3 separate regions of the Mus musculus genome follow, and regions 1 and 3 are each linked to region 2. A link is a contact called in public HiChIP or PLAC-seq and promoter capture Hi-C data. All regions are on one chromosome and are shown on one strand. Each heading gives the region's core, a stretch centred on a gene start, on an enhancer-like site or on the middle of the called end of the contact. The rest is flanking DNA. Distances are from core to core; before and after follow the strand shown.

The links. Promoter capture Hi-C pulls out the DNA fragments that hold promoters and counts their contacts. HiChIP or PLAC-seq counts read pairs in DNA pulled down with a chosen protein or histone mark.
Region 1: an HNF4G HiChIP or PLAC-seq map of pancreatic cancer cells shows a contact between it and region 2. The contact joins the promoter of Iqank1 here to the promoter of Zfp7 in region 2. A contact is called at or near these places in 1 of 39 promoter capture datasets (liver), 1 of 115 datasets of contacts at active chromatin or transcription factors (pancreatic cancer cells) and 1 of 9 other capture datasets (liver).
Region 3: a contact with region 2 is called in a promoter capture Hi-C map of the C10 cell line, with 4 times the contacts expected there. The contact joins the promoter of Cyc1 here to the promoter of Zfp7 in region 2. A contact is called at or near these places in 4 of 39 promoter capture datasets (the C10 cell line, erythroid cells, neural stem cells and 1 more), 1 of 484 Hi-C or Micro-C datasets (CD4 T cells), 1 of 115 datasets of contacts at active chromatin or transcription factors (bone marrow-derived macrophages) and 2 of 9 other capture datasets (adipose tissue and pancreatic islet).

The regions. Positions count from the first base shown.
Region 1 is chr15:76,008,585-76,012,453 of GRCm38.p6, forward strand. Iqank1 (IQ motif and ankyrin repeat containing 1) reads left to right here and starts at 1,285. Exons shown (of 14, transcript NM_001370920.1): 1 at 1,285-1,361; 2 at 2,752-2,840. The coding sequence starts at 2,756. It overlaps Fam83h (family with sequence similarity 83, member H), which reads right to left and starts at 914. Exons shown (of 5, transcript NM_001168253.1): 1 at 790-914.
Region 2 is chr15:76,877,597-76,881,239 of GRCm38.p6, forward strand. It overlaps Zfp7 (zinc finger protein 7), which reads left to right and starts at 1,657. Exons shown (of 5, transcript NM_145916.3): 1 at 1,657-1,757; 2 at 3,143-3,186; 3 at 3,516-3,642. The coding sequence starts at 3,184.
Region 3 is chr15:76,341,408-76,344,910 of GRCm38.p6, forward strand. It overlaps Cyc1 (cytochrome c-1), which reads left to right and starts at 2,116. Exons shown (of 7, transcript NM_025567.3): 1 at 2,116-2,285; 2 at 2,895-3,091; 3 at 3,175-3,301; 4 at 3,405-3,503. The coding sequence starts at 2,157.

The DNA of each region.
Region 1 (3,869 bases), core at 35-2,534, 870 kb before region 2:
CCAAGTGGGGCCCTGCTTAAGGAAGGAGCCTATCCCACCCAAACCAGTGACTCAGCAGGAATTTTTTGTTCCTGACCTCCTACCTGAAGCTAGCCCCAGGCCCTTCACCACAAGTAGGGCAAGAAAATGACCCTTTCCTCTCCTGTCTGGCAGGAGGTAGTAGTGTTCCTGGGTCTGGAAGGGGGATCCATGGTTGAGGACCTTAGGCTACTACACAAAGAGGATGACAGGATGATTGTGATCAAGAAGGATTGGGGTTGTGGGGGACAAGAAGAACCTAGGAAGACCGGAAGTCGATGAATTATACAGCTTTCAGGTTAGGCACTGCAAGGCCCAAAGGTGTTACTGTACCCCAGGAAGTTAGCGGCTACCCAGGCCAGGTATCTTATCTGCCGATCCAGTCCAGGGATATGAGATCAGGAGTTAGGAGAGTCCAGTTTTCCCTGCCTTCCACACAAGGACCCAGCCCTAGACACCCCGGTTCATGGCGGCTCGGGGAGAGGCTCCGGGAAAGGTACAGGTCATGTCCTGACAATACCTAGGCCGCCAGAGCGAATCGCACTGTTCAGTCTCCTACTTGCCAGCGTGACCCTGGAAAATCCCTCACCCAGTGCCCCGGAGCGCAGTCTCCCTGTCTCCCACCCAGTCCCAAAGCACGCGCTCACTGCACCGCCCGGCCCAGGTCCAGAGACCAGACCCAGGTGGCACCGCGCGGAGGCCCGAGCCTCCCGTCCCGTGTGCCTCGCCCCGCCGTGCTGTGCCCGGCCCGCTCCGGGGCGGGAGCCCTACCTGGCCAGGTGAGCGGGGTTTCGGCACAGGGGCAGCAGGAGCCCACCGCCGCCCAGCGGCCTCGCGGTCCCGTCCGTCCGACAGCCACTCCCCGCCGCGGCCCGCCCGCCCGTTCGGCCTGATTCACGCGCCCGCCCCCGCCCCGCCCGCGCTCTGCCTCCTGCCTGTCCGGGCAGCACCTGGGCGGGGCGGCCCCACCCCGACGCGCCCGCATTCCTGCGCCCTCCGCGCCCCGGACCCCGGCCGCGATCCCGGGTTCCCAGTGTGGCTTCACTGGCGCCCCCAGCCCACACCCCAACCCCGACCCCTGAGCGCTCTGGTGGAGCCCCAGAGCTGCGCTCCGGACCCTGGCCAGCGCCGCTCCGGATTTCTAGAGCCTCGTCTTTCCGGACACTGAAGCCCCTTGAACCTATTTGAAAACCGATCGCTCAAAGCCCCTACTGCCGACCCCTGACCCTCGCCCCGGAAGTTGGGGTAACTCGGAAGTTCCGGCTTAGTCGCTAGGAAACTGGCCAGCTCGACGCGAGGGGCGGAGCTTCTGGCCTCTGTGTTGCGAGAGGCAGGTGAGGCAGGTGAGGTCTCAGACGGGGGGGGGGGGGGGGGGTGTTTGGGTACCCATCTCACTCAAGTGACCGCCCTACCGTTCGCAGACACACCTCTAGTTTCCCCAGTCCACTCCCCGCAGGCTCATCTTCGCGCATGAGACCGACAGCATAGGAACTCCACGGACCTCCCCACTCATTTGCCCAACCATAAAGGTTCCTGCGCACTCACCCGTACCCATGGGACCCCTCAGGCACAAGGGAATCTGGAGTGATCCGCCAGCAGAAGCCCCTCTGCCACACAGAATCCCGCAAACCAATCGTACCCCCCAAGTCCCCATCTCACATGAGGATCACTCTCTAAACTGCTCCAACAGTGTCGGTCCTGGCACCCACTGATCCTTTCCTGTGCAAACCAACTGAAGACACAAAGGTCCCGTCTTAATACATGCACATTAAAAGAGGCTGCACCCAAGATGCTGCAAGTACTGGATCCTCTACAGACAGGGAACCTCATGGTTGTATCGACCCCAACACATCACCCGTACACCTAAGGACTTAGTTCCTCCTAGAGCCCTAATCTACCCAGCCCTCCCTCCAACCCACTCCTCTACGCATGCCGTGCCCTGAACTCAGTCACATGTCCAAGCCAGCTTCCTACCTACCACTTCTCCTGTCCTAGATTCTCAGTGTCTGCCACCTGCCTGAACATTGTCCGTAAGACAGCTTACTTTCAGTCACTTTCTGGTCCTACTTTTAGGATAACATTTCATTAACTCCATCCCCAAATGCACTCTGGAGCCCTGCGGCCCCAGCCTAGTGGGTACATAAGTGTATGGAGTCAGCGATTGCACTACCCGCTTTCCTATTCATTGGCCCTGTGAGGGGTTCTAGGGCACTGGAAGACCCTACTAAAACAGGAGCGGAAAGTTCTTCCAAGAGGAGTGAATGGGGGGCCTGCCTTGTATACTAGGGAGAAGGGCATTGCTTCCAGAACCAGACAGCAGAGATTCCCAAGGCCAAGAAGGAAGAGGGTTTGCGGGTGGGGAGGGGCTGTGTTCAGCAGACCCACGTTGGCAGTAGTTGAAAGCAAGTCCGCAGAGCTCAGGCTGTTGAGCTTCTAGCCCAGCGATTTAGAGGATGGTGTTAGAACACAGAAGGACAGGCAGATCCAGAATTGTAGAGGACGGGGGTACCAGCATAAAGGGACACATCCTCTTGCTAGGTATCCTTCCTCGAGCTACTGGGCACATCCTTAGACCACCAGGGGCGGGCAGGTGGACCAAGAAGCTGGCTGGGGGACATGCTGGAGGTCTATGCTCCTGCTGCATGTTCATCCAGGGCCGGGGCAGTATTCCCACTGCCTTGTTCGCTGCCCTCCTGAATGTACCATCCCTGGACTTTTCCTTCCCACCCCCAGGAGAATGAGCACTAAGAAGGGGGGGCCCAAAGCTGCATCAGGGAAGGGGCAGGCGCTCCTCCCTGGGTCCAAGCTTCGAGCTACTGCTGGTGAGTGCCCCCTCTGACCTCCAGGGCACTACCCCAACACTGACCACGAGACCACTAGGCACACAGAAACCCTTTCTCTCCAAGTGGTTTCCAAGAGATCTTTCAGTTGGGCGTGGAATGATAGATTTGTGACTCAAAGCTCAGATGTCCACTGCACCCCGAACTTCTAGAGCTGGAGAAGGGGTGTGGGTACAGTGCTCAGGAGGGTACAGTGTTAGGGTAAGGAGGAGATTGGAGGGGCAGATAGCTTAAAAAAAATATCGAAGCAGGTCGTTGGTGACGCACACTGCCACCAGCACTCAGGAGGCAGAGGCAGGCGGATCTCTGAGTCTGAGGCCAGCCTGGTCTACAGAGTGAGTTCCAGGACAGCCAGGGTTACACAGAGAAACCCTGTCTGGAAACGACAACAACAGCAACAAAGCAATATTGAGAAAAAGCAGGCCTTGATTCTGAGTTGGGAATCTTCATGCTAAGTGGTTGTCTATTCACCATCCCACAGTCCTGCCTTCCCCTTCAGACTGTTTGTCTGTAAGCACCTCCAGGAAGGATGAAGGGTTACAGCCAGCCTGGGCTGGCTCCTGCAGAGCATCAGAAAAAGGTCTCCCTCGCCCCTGTGCCTACCCTCCTGCAGCCTTTATCGCCCCTCTGCTCTGAGTCCCATTCATTCTGCCACAGCTGTGAACATCTTCCCAGACTGTCTCTTGCACCGAGCTTGCCTGGAGTCTGTACCCGCTGTCAGGGGACCCACCCCAGACCCACACGCAGCCCCACATCTTAGATTCCCTGGGGCTGACAGGCAGTGGTGACTCCACACTACGCTGAGGTGAGATCCTAGTTGCCCAAAATAGCCCCAGCTGCGTCTGAGGCCAGTCTTCCTCCTGGAATGAGGATAATGGGTACCAGCATTGCGTTCTGCCTCTGTGATCTCAAGCCCTGGGCACCAAGCTGCAGTAAACACGGGGCAGGGCGGGTGGACCAGACGGAGAAGTTGTCCAGGATGCTTGGGGTAGGGACTGTTTCTTGGTTCTG
Region 2 (3,643 bases), core at 407-2,906:
GACTCCCCCAGATGTTCCTGCCTCTGGCTGTGCTCTCTCCCTACAATAAGCTTTCTCCTCCACCATACCTGTACCTTAGGAGCAGACAGGTCCCTTTCTTTTTATTTCCTTTTTTTTTTTTCATTCACTTTGGACATAGTATAATGATCATGTGACTCCAAAAGCCTTCAGATGGGAGATTAAAAAAACTTAAATCAAGGGGCAGCACACATATACACAGACACATACGGCACACACATATACACATACACCACATACACACATACACAGACACACACACATACATGGCACACACATATACACATATATTATACACACATACACACATGGCACACACATATACACATATACCACACACATACACACATACACGGCACAGACACATACACATATACCACACACACACACACACACACACACAAATAGCACATACACAGCATAGACATTTACACATACATGCACAAACCACAAACATACACACACTCAAGGCACAGACACACACACACACACGCATGTGAATGTGCATACACACTCTCTCCTTTCTCATAGCTCCCTCTTTGCCACTTTCCAAGGACTATATCCTCTCCCCTCACACCCGCTCAGTAGTGCAGATACAATAGGCCCTCTATCCTCCTTGAAACATTTTCTTTATCACCAGTGACTCCATCCTTCACTTAGTTCTGCCAACCTCCCTCTCTCTATGCTAGTGTTTCCTTGTTACTAGAATCTAAAGGCCTAGGCTCTCTGACAGTTGAAGAACATGTTAGGGCAAGGAGAATTGACAGGAAAAAAATCAGGTTTATTCAGTAGCTGGCATTCTTTTTTTTTTTTTTTTTTCTTCGAGACAGGGTTTCTCTGTGTAGCCCTGGCTGTCCTGGAACTCACTCTGTAGACCAGGCTGGCCTCGAACTCAGAAATCCGCTTGCCTCTCCCTCCCAAGTGCTGGGATCAAAGGCATGTGCCACCACTGCCCGGCTAGTAGCTGGCATTCTTGAGAAGTTAAGATGTACTTTCTCCTCAAGACTCTTTTTTTTGTTTGTTTGTTTGTTTTTTCGAGACAGGGTTTCTCTGTGTAGCCCTGGCTGTCCTGGAATTCACTTTGTAGACCAGGCTGGCCTCAAACTCAGAAATCCTCCTGCCTCTGCCTCCCAGGTGCTGGGATTAAAGGCGTACGCCACCACCGCCCAGCTTTTTTTTTTTTTTTTTTTTTGGTTTCTTGAGACAGGGTTTCTCTGTGTAGCCCTGGCTGTCCTGGAACTCACTTTGTAGACCAGGCTGGCCTCGAACCCATAAATCCACCTGCCTCTGCCTCCTGAGTGCTGGGATTAAAGGTGTGCGCCACCACACCCGGCTTCTCCTCAAGACTCTTATCATTAAGGTTCAGGGACCCAAAGGGATTTTTGGTAAGGGAAAGCCTTTGGTAAAGCTTTTTGGGGTTGGTAGTGAGACTGTGGTTGGGTAGGCTCTTTCTCATCAGAAATGCATCCTCTGGCCCCGCCTCCTGGTCGTGCCTGGCCTTCGGTGACCTTCAGCCACACTTCCCGGCCCTGCCTCTCAGTCTCTAGCCCAGCCCTTTATGGGCCGTGACAACTTCTGGCCCCGCCCCCACCCCTGTAACCTGGCGGGGGGCGGAGTTAGAGAACAAACGGGGCGCGCTGGCCAGCGAGCGGAAGTCGCCCGGGTGGGGCACAGTGGGATAAGCTTGCAAAGCCCTTTCCGGTGGCTCTCTTGTTGGGATCCACCACGCGCCGGGGCAGGTGAGTAGGCGCAGTCGCTTTCCTTGTTTTTAGGGCAAGGGACACTTGGCTTTTACTCCCCAAAAGGATGGAAGGCGTGGGCGGCTCGGTGCTGTTGTGAATGCCTGGCCGAAGACGTGATCCCAGCGGAGTAGAATAGCCGAGCATCCCAGCTCTTCTAGCCTGCTCCCGGGCTCCAGTGTTGAACCTGAGCAAGGCTGCTTCCCTCCAGGCCTGGGGCTGGGTGCAACCTCCCTCATTCCTCGTGAGTAATCACTTTCTGGGACTATCTCTTCTCTCATTTCTGCACCTGAATGACCTGGAGTCGGTCACGCCTGCGGACTCAGAAGGCATCTCAGGATTTGCTCTTCTGTATCTGAGACCGCGATTTCCCATTGGTAGTCCAAATGCTGGGGTCTGAGAGGAGAATTCTTTTCTAGTGTTCACTGCTAATTGGCCAGTCTAGCCAGTGGCCAGATACCTGGGCCAAAAGCTACCTGGGAAAGTAGCTTCCTCTCTCCCATTTTGACCTGAAGGTGGGTGTTTGTGTGTGCAAGGAGGGGCCCAAGGGCTTTGGTTTAGCAGAAGGGGACTTCTCGAATCCTTTTTTGTCGTCATCCTTGTGACTTAGGGCAGCTGTAGCTCGTTCTGGAATTTAGGTACAGGTGAACAGGGATTGTTTTCCTTCTGAAGGCCTTTTTTTCTTTTTCCTGGACCTGACTGCTACTGCCTCCAGTTAACTCTTCCTTATCTTCTCTCCTTTGGCTCACACACTGGCTCACTTGGTCCCATTTTCAGATCCTGAAGTGCGTTTCCTACCTCAGCCACCAGCTTGGCCTAGGTCCCTGGGGGAAGGCATCCTTTAAACTTTACCAGCGTTTCTCATTTAAACACTTTACTAGTCCCCCCGTACTTCAGCACTGTTGTTGATGTGATCTTAGTTGTCCTTTCTACTAGATGTCCCATGAAGTCTCCCTCGTTGTTCAGTTGAATGTGTGGCCTATGGCAGCCATTTATTTATTTATTCATTCATTCATTCATTTATTTTTTGGTTTATCGAGACAGGATTTCTCTGAGTAGCATTAACTGTCCTGGAACTCATTCTGTAGATTAGGCTGGCTTCGAACTCAGAGACTAAAGGTGTGTTTTATACACACACACACACAACACACACACACACACACCTGCCGCAGCTGTACATCATGGCTCCAGCCCTTACTCCCACACAACACAGACAAGAAGGCTCAGGAGCTGATATTCAAATATCAGCCTTTGCCCAGTCTGGTGTGTCTGTGCGTCTGGCTTGGGTGGTAAAGAAGCAGTGGGGTACAGAGCCCCTCCAGTCACCCTGGGAACTGGGGAGCTTCCTCCCCTCTGACCTCTGATCTCGTTATGATTTCTCACAGGTGTCTGACTCAGGACAAGCGGATCCCACCCTCCAGATCTCATGGTAGGGAGCCTGGCTGCTGCCTGTATTCCCTCTCCACTCCTGTCAAGCCCCCACATCCTACCCTTTCCACTGGGCCTGATCGCATACCTAGCTTTGACCCTTACTGTGGCTCTGGCCAGGCTGGTCCCTGAGGGGGTGAATAAATGTCCGCCCAGACCAGAGTTTAGCTGTGTCTGTTCAGTGGGGAGGGGCATAAGGTCACTCCTTTGGATTAAGTCCCTTCTTTTCTCATAAGGTTTAAGAGCCAAAAGGATCCAGTCCTGCTGGAGGTATACCATACCTGTTTGAGGTATACCATATTATAGGGATGTTGGTGTGTGTCCTTACAGGAGGCGGTGACCTTTGGCGACGTGGCTGTGCACTTCTCTCGAGAGGAGTGGCAGTGTCTGGATTCTGGTCAGAGGGCCCTCTACAAGGAGGTGATGCTGGAGAACCACAGCAGCGTGGCAGGACTAGG
Region 3 (3,503 bases), core at 866-3,365, 540 kb before region 2:
TGCAATGTTTGGATGTCCTTGGGAGCTCTTTTCTGAGGGGAGCCAGAGGAGAGGGGTGGGCCTGAGAGAGAAGGGAAATTGTCGGGAAAGCTTGAGGGAAGGGGAAAGAGGAGAAACTGCAGTCGGGATGTAATGTGTCACACAAGAAGAAAGAAGAAGAAAAGATCTTAGCCAACAAACATGGCGATGAAGTGACCAGAAATATATATACAGCAGAAACCTAGGGATACAGTAATGGGGCGATTTACATTCCCTTTTGGGGTGCAGAGGGCTCCTGTAACCTTAGGGGACTCTTCTTTGACATTATAGTCATCATGCCCTCTTACCCATCTGCACATTGTGCTAAATTACATGAGAAGAGCATTGGCAGGCTGGAGCACCGTGGCAGCTCTGTAAGTAACCCCAGGCCCGCTGGCTTCCTCACCAAGCTTGACTGGCTTGGATGTGAGTGAAGGGAGGCAGGTGGCAGGTCTCTAAACCCAGAGAGCTTGCCCAGCCCCACGTCCACTTGTATATTCTCAGAGGGATGGGCTTGTTTCATCTGGCCTTGGGGCTTGAGCTATTTCGTTTTCTGTGTTAGAGAGAGCCAGTTTTCTGTTAGAGCCAACCAACAGTGAAAATGGTGGCTTTTCTCCCACTGCTGGGCTCCTTCCTGAGTGGTTGAAGGTGCTTGGTCTCTGTTGGGCTCTTTCTTTGTTTGGGCTGAACAGTCATGTATTTTACACACCCCATGGGGAGTTGTGAAACAATGCCCCTTGTCACATGCCTCTCCTGCTTCATCTCGACCTGCCATGGTGGGAACTCTCACTGCGCCGCTGATTCCAGGCCAGGCTTCAGCCATCACAGAGATTTGTCGTGGCACACTGAGTGTGACGCTCTTCACAGGTACACAAACTGCTCGCTTGTCTCCTGAGCCAGCAGTCAGCTCTCACCTGCCTTGGAAGAACCTTGTCATCACCCCACCACCACCCAAATCCCTGTACCCCTCATACTGGCAGAATTAGTCTGCTTTCTGCTTTTGTGTACTCGCCCACTTAGGTGAACGGAATCATATACATGTGGTCTTTTTTTTTTTTTTGGCTTTTTCGAGACAGTTTCTCTGTATAGCCCTGAACTCACTTTGTAGACCAGGCTGGCCTCGAACTCAGAAATCTGCCTGCCTCTGCCTCCCAAGTGCTGGGATTAAAGGCTTGAGCCACCACTCTCAGCTTTTTTTTTTTTTTTTTTTTTTTTTTTTTTTTTTTTTGTCTTTTGTGTCTGACTTCTACTTCATATGGTGAGCTCAAGGTTCATGCATGCTGGCACTTCTCCCATGCCTCACATCTCACACTAGAATGAAAAAGTTCACCCATATGGGTGTGCCATGCTTTGTCTATCCACTCACCAGCTGGTAGACATAGACGGGTTGTTTCTGTCTTGAGCTACTGAGAATAGTTTTGATGGGGGCTGGAGAAGTGGTTCAGTGGTTAAGAACACTGTCTGCTAAGTACAGAGGTCCTGAGTTCAATTCCCAGCAACCACATGGTGGCTCACAACCCTCTGTAATGGGATCTGATGCCCTCTTCTGGTGTGTCTGACAGCTACAGTGTCAGTGTCAATGTAGATTTTAAAAAAGGGCAGCACCAAGTGCCACAGTGATCAGTCCCTTACATCCAGAGGGAGCTGCAGCTTATCTTTGTAATGGACGGGTACCCCCACTTAGATATGCTCTCATTAAGAAAATTGAATTATGGACTTTATATGAGGGTTTAAAAGAAAGTTAGTCAGGGGAAGTTTCTATGCTGGGTCGCCTGTGGAGCAGGGGAGAGCTGCTGTTAATCCCACACAGGCCATGGATGAGCAAGCTCTCAGAAGACTATCCAGTGGCTCAACTGGAGGGCGTGATTCGCGGGGCCGAGGTGAAGGAACTGGGGATATAGTAGAGAAGCCAGAAAAACAAACAAACAAACAAAGCAGATGTTGTCATTGTAATTAGAGTTGCGGCCAGGCTCAACCCGGACTAGAGGAGCCGGGCAAGGGACAGTCCTGGTCCACTGATGGACAGCTCCCTACCCAGCTCCGCCTAGGTCCGCCCACTGTGTTGCTCTCGCGTGGTCTGAGCTCTCGTCGGCCCGCAGGGGCCGACGGGAACGGCGGCCGCACTAAAGGGGGCCGACATGGCGGCGGCGGCGGCTTCGCTTCGCCGGACGGTACTGGGCCCGCGGGGCGTGGGGCTTCCAGGTGCAAGTGCTCCGGGTCTGCTGGGCGGCGCGCGGTCCCGGCAGCTTCCATTGCGGACACCGCAGGTGAGTCCTGGCGCGGGCCCCGACCATCGCGCGCCCCTCAGCCCTGAAGGTCACGGCGGGGAGGCTCCGGGCGCGCGCCGGCATCGGTCTCCTGCGTTCCTCCTACAACTCGACGGGGTCCCCGCCGCCGGGCCGGCACACCCAGAAAGCCGGTCTGGGTGCCCACGCCTTGGAGTGGCAGGGCATTGTTGCTCTGAGCCCAGGGTCCCACTGTGATGGGGTCGGGACGGGAGATTGCAGCGAAGGGCTCGCCCGGAGCGACTGCCGAAGCCGGCTGTCCGGACCTGGCGGATACCCTGCAGTGACCCCAGCCTGACCTCAGCGGCCTGCAGGTGACCTTGGTCCGCTGCAGTACTCTGGGTCACTTAGGCTTGTCTCCTGGGTTAAGTTCCACGAGCATTCTCCATTTGCCCTCCAGAGCCGAGCCGTGGCCGAGGAGTTGGCTGCAGTAAGGGATCCAGCAGGCATTGGGCACGGTGTGTGCCTTGGGCGCTCTGCGTGCGGTGGTGGCCAGTGCGGGGTGGAGGTGGAGCGGAAGACATGGGCGTTCATTCAGATCCCCAGGTGGGCTGCTGGGGTCTTGGCAGGTGCTGAGCGGGGCTCTTGCAGGCAGTGTCCTTGTCCTCGAAGTCTGGCCCTTCTCGAGGCCGAAAGGTGATGCTGTCAGCGTTGGGCATGCTGGCCGCGGGGGGTGCAGGGCTAGCTGTGGCCCTTCATTCTGCCGTGAGTGCCAGTGACCTGGAGCTGCACCCCCCCAGCTACCCATGGTCTCATCGTGGCCTCCTCTCCTCCTTGGACCACACCAGGTGGGTGTGTTGCGGCGGGGCTGGGGGTGGAAGTTCCCGGGTGAATTCGAATCTTCAGTTCCTCTAATTCTTTATCTCTTTAGCATTCGGAGGGGTTTCCAGGTATACAAGCAGGTGTGCTCTTCCTGCCACAGCATGGATTATGTGGCGTACCGCCACCTGGTGGGAGTGTGCTACACGGAGGAAGAAGCCAAGGCGCTGGCTGAGGAGGTTCGGAGGGTGGGGGGGTGGGCACGAAAGAAGGTGGAGGATACAGGGATTGTGGTTTCAACTGTGAGGGACTAAAAGGTTGTGATGGGGTTCTTGGTGGCAGGTGGAGGTCCAGGATGGCCCTAATGATGATGGGGAGATGTTCATGCGGCCAGGGAAGTTGTCTGACTATTTTCCAAAACCATACCCTAACCCTGAGGCT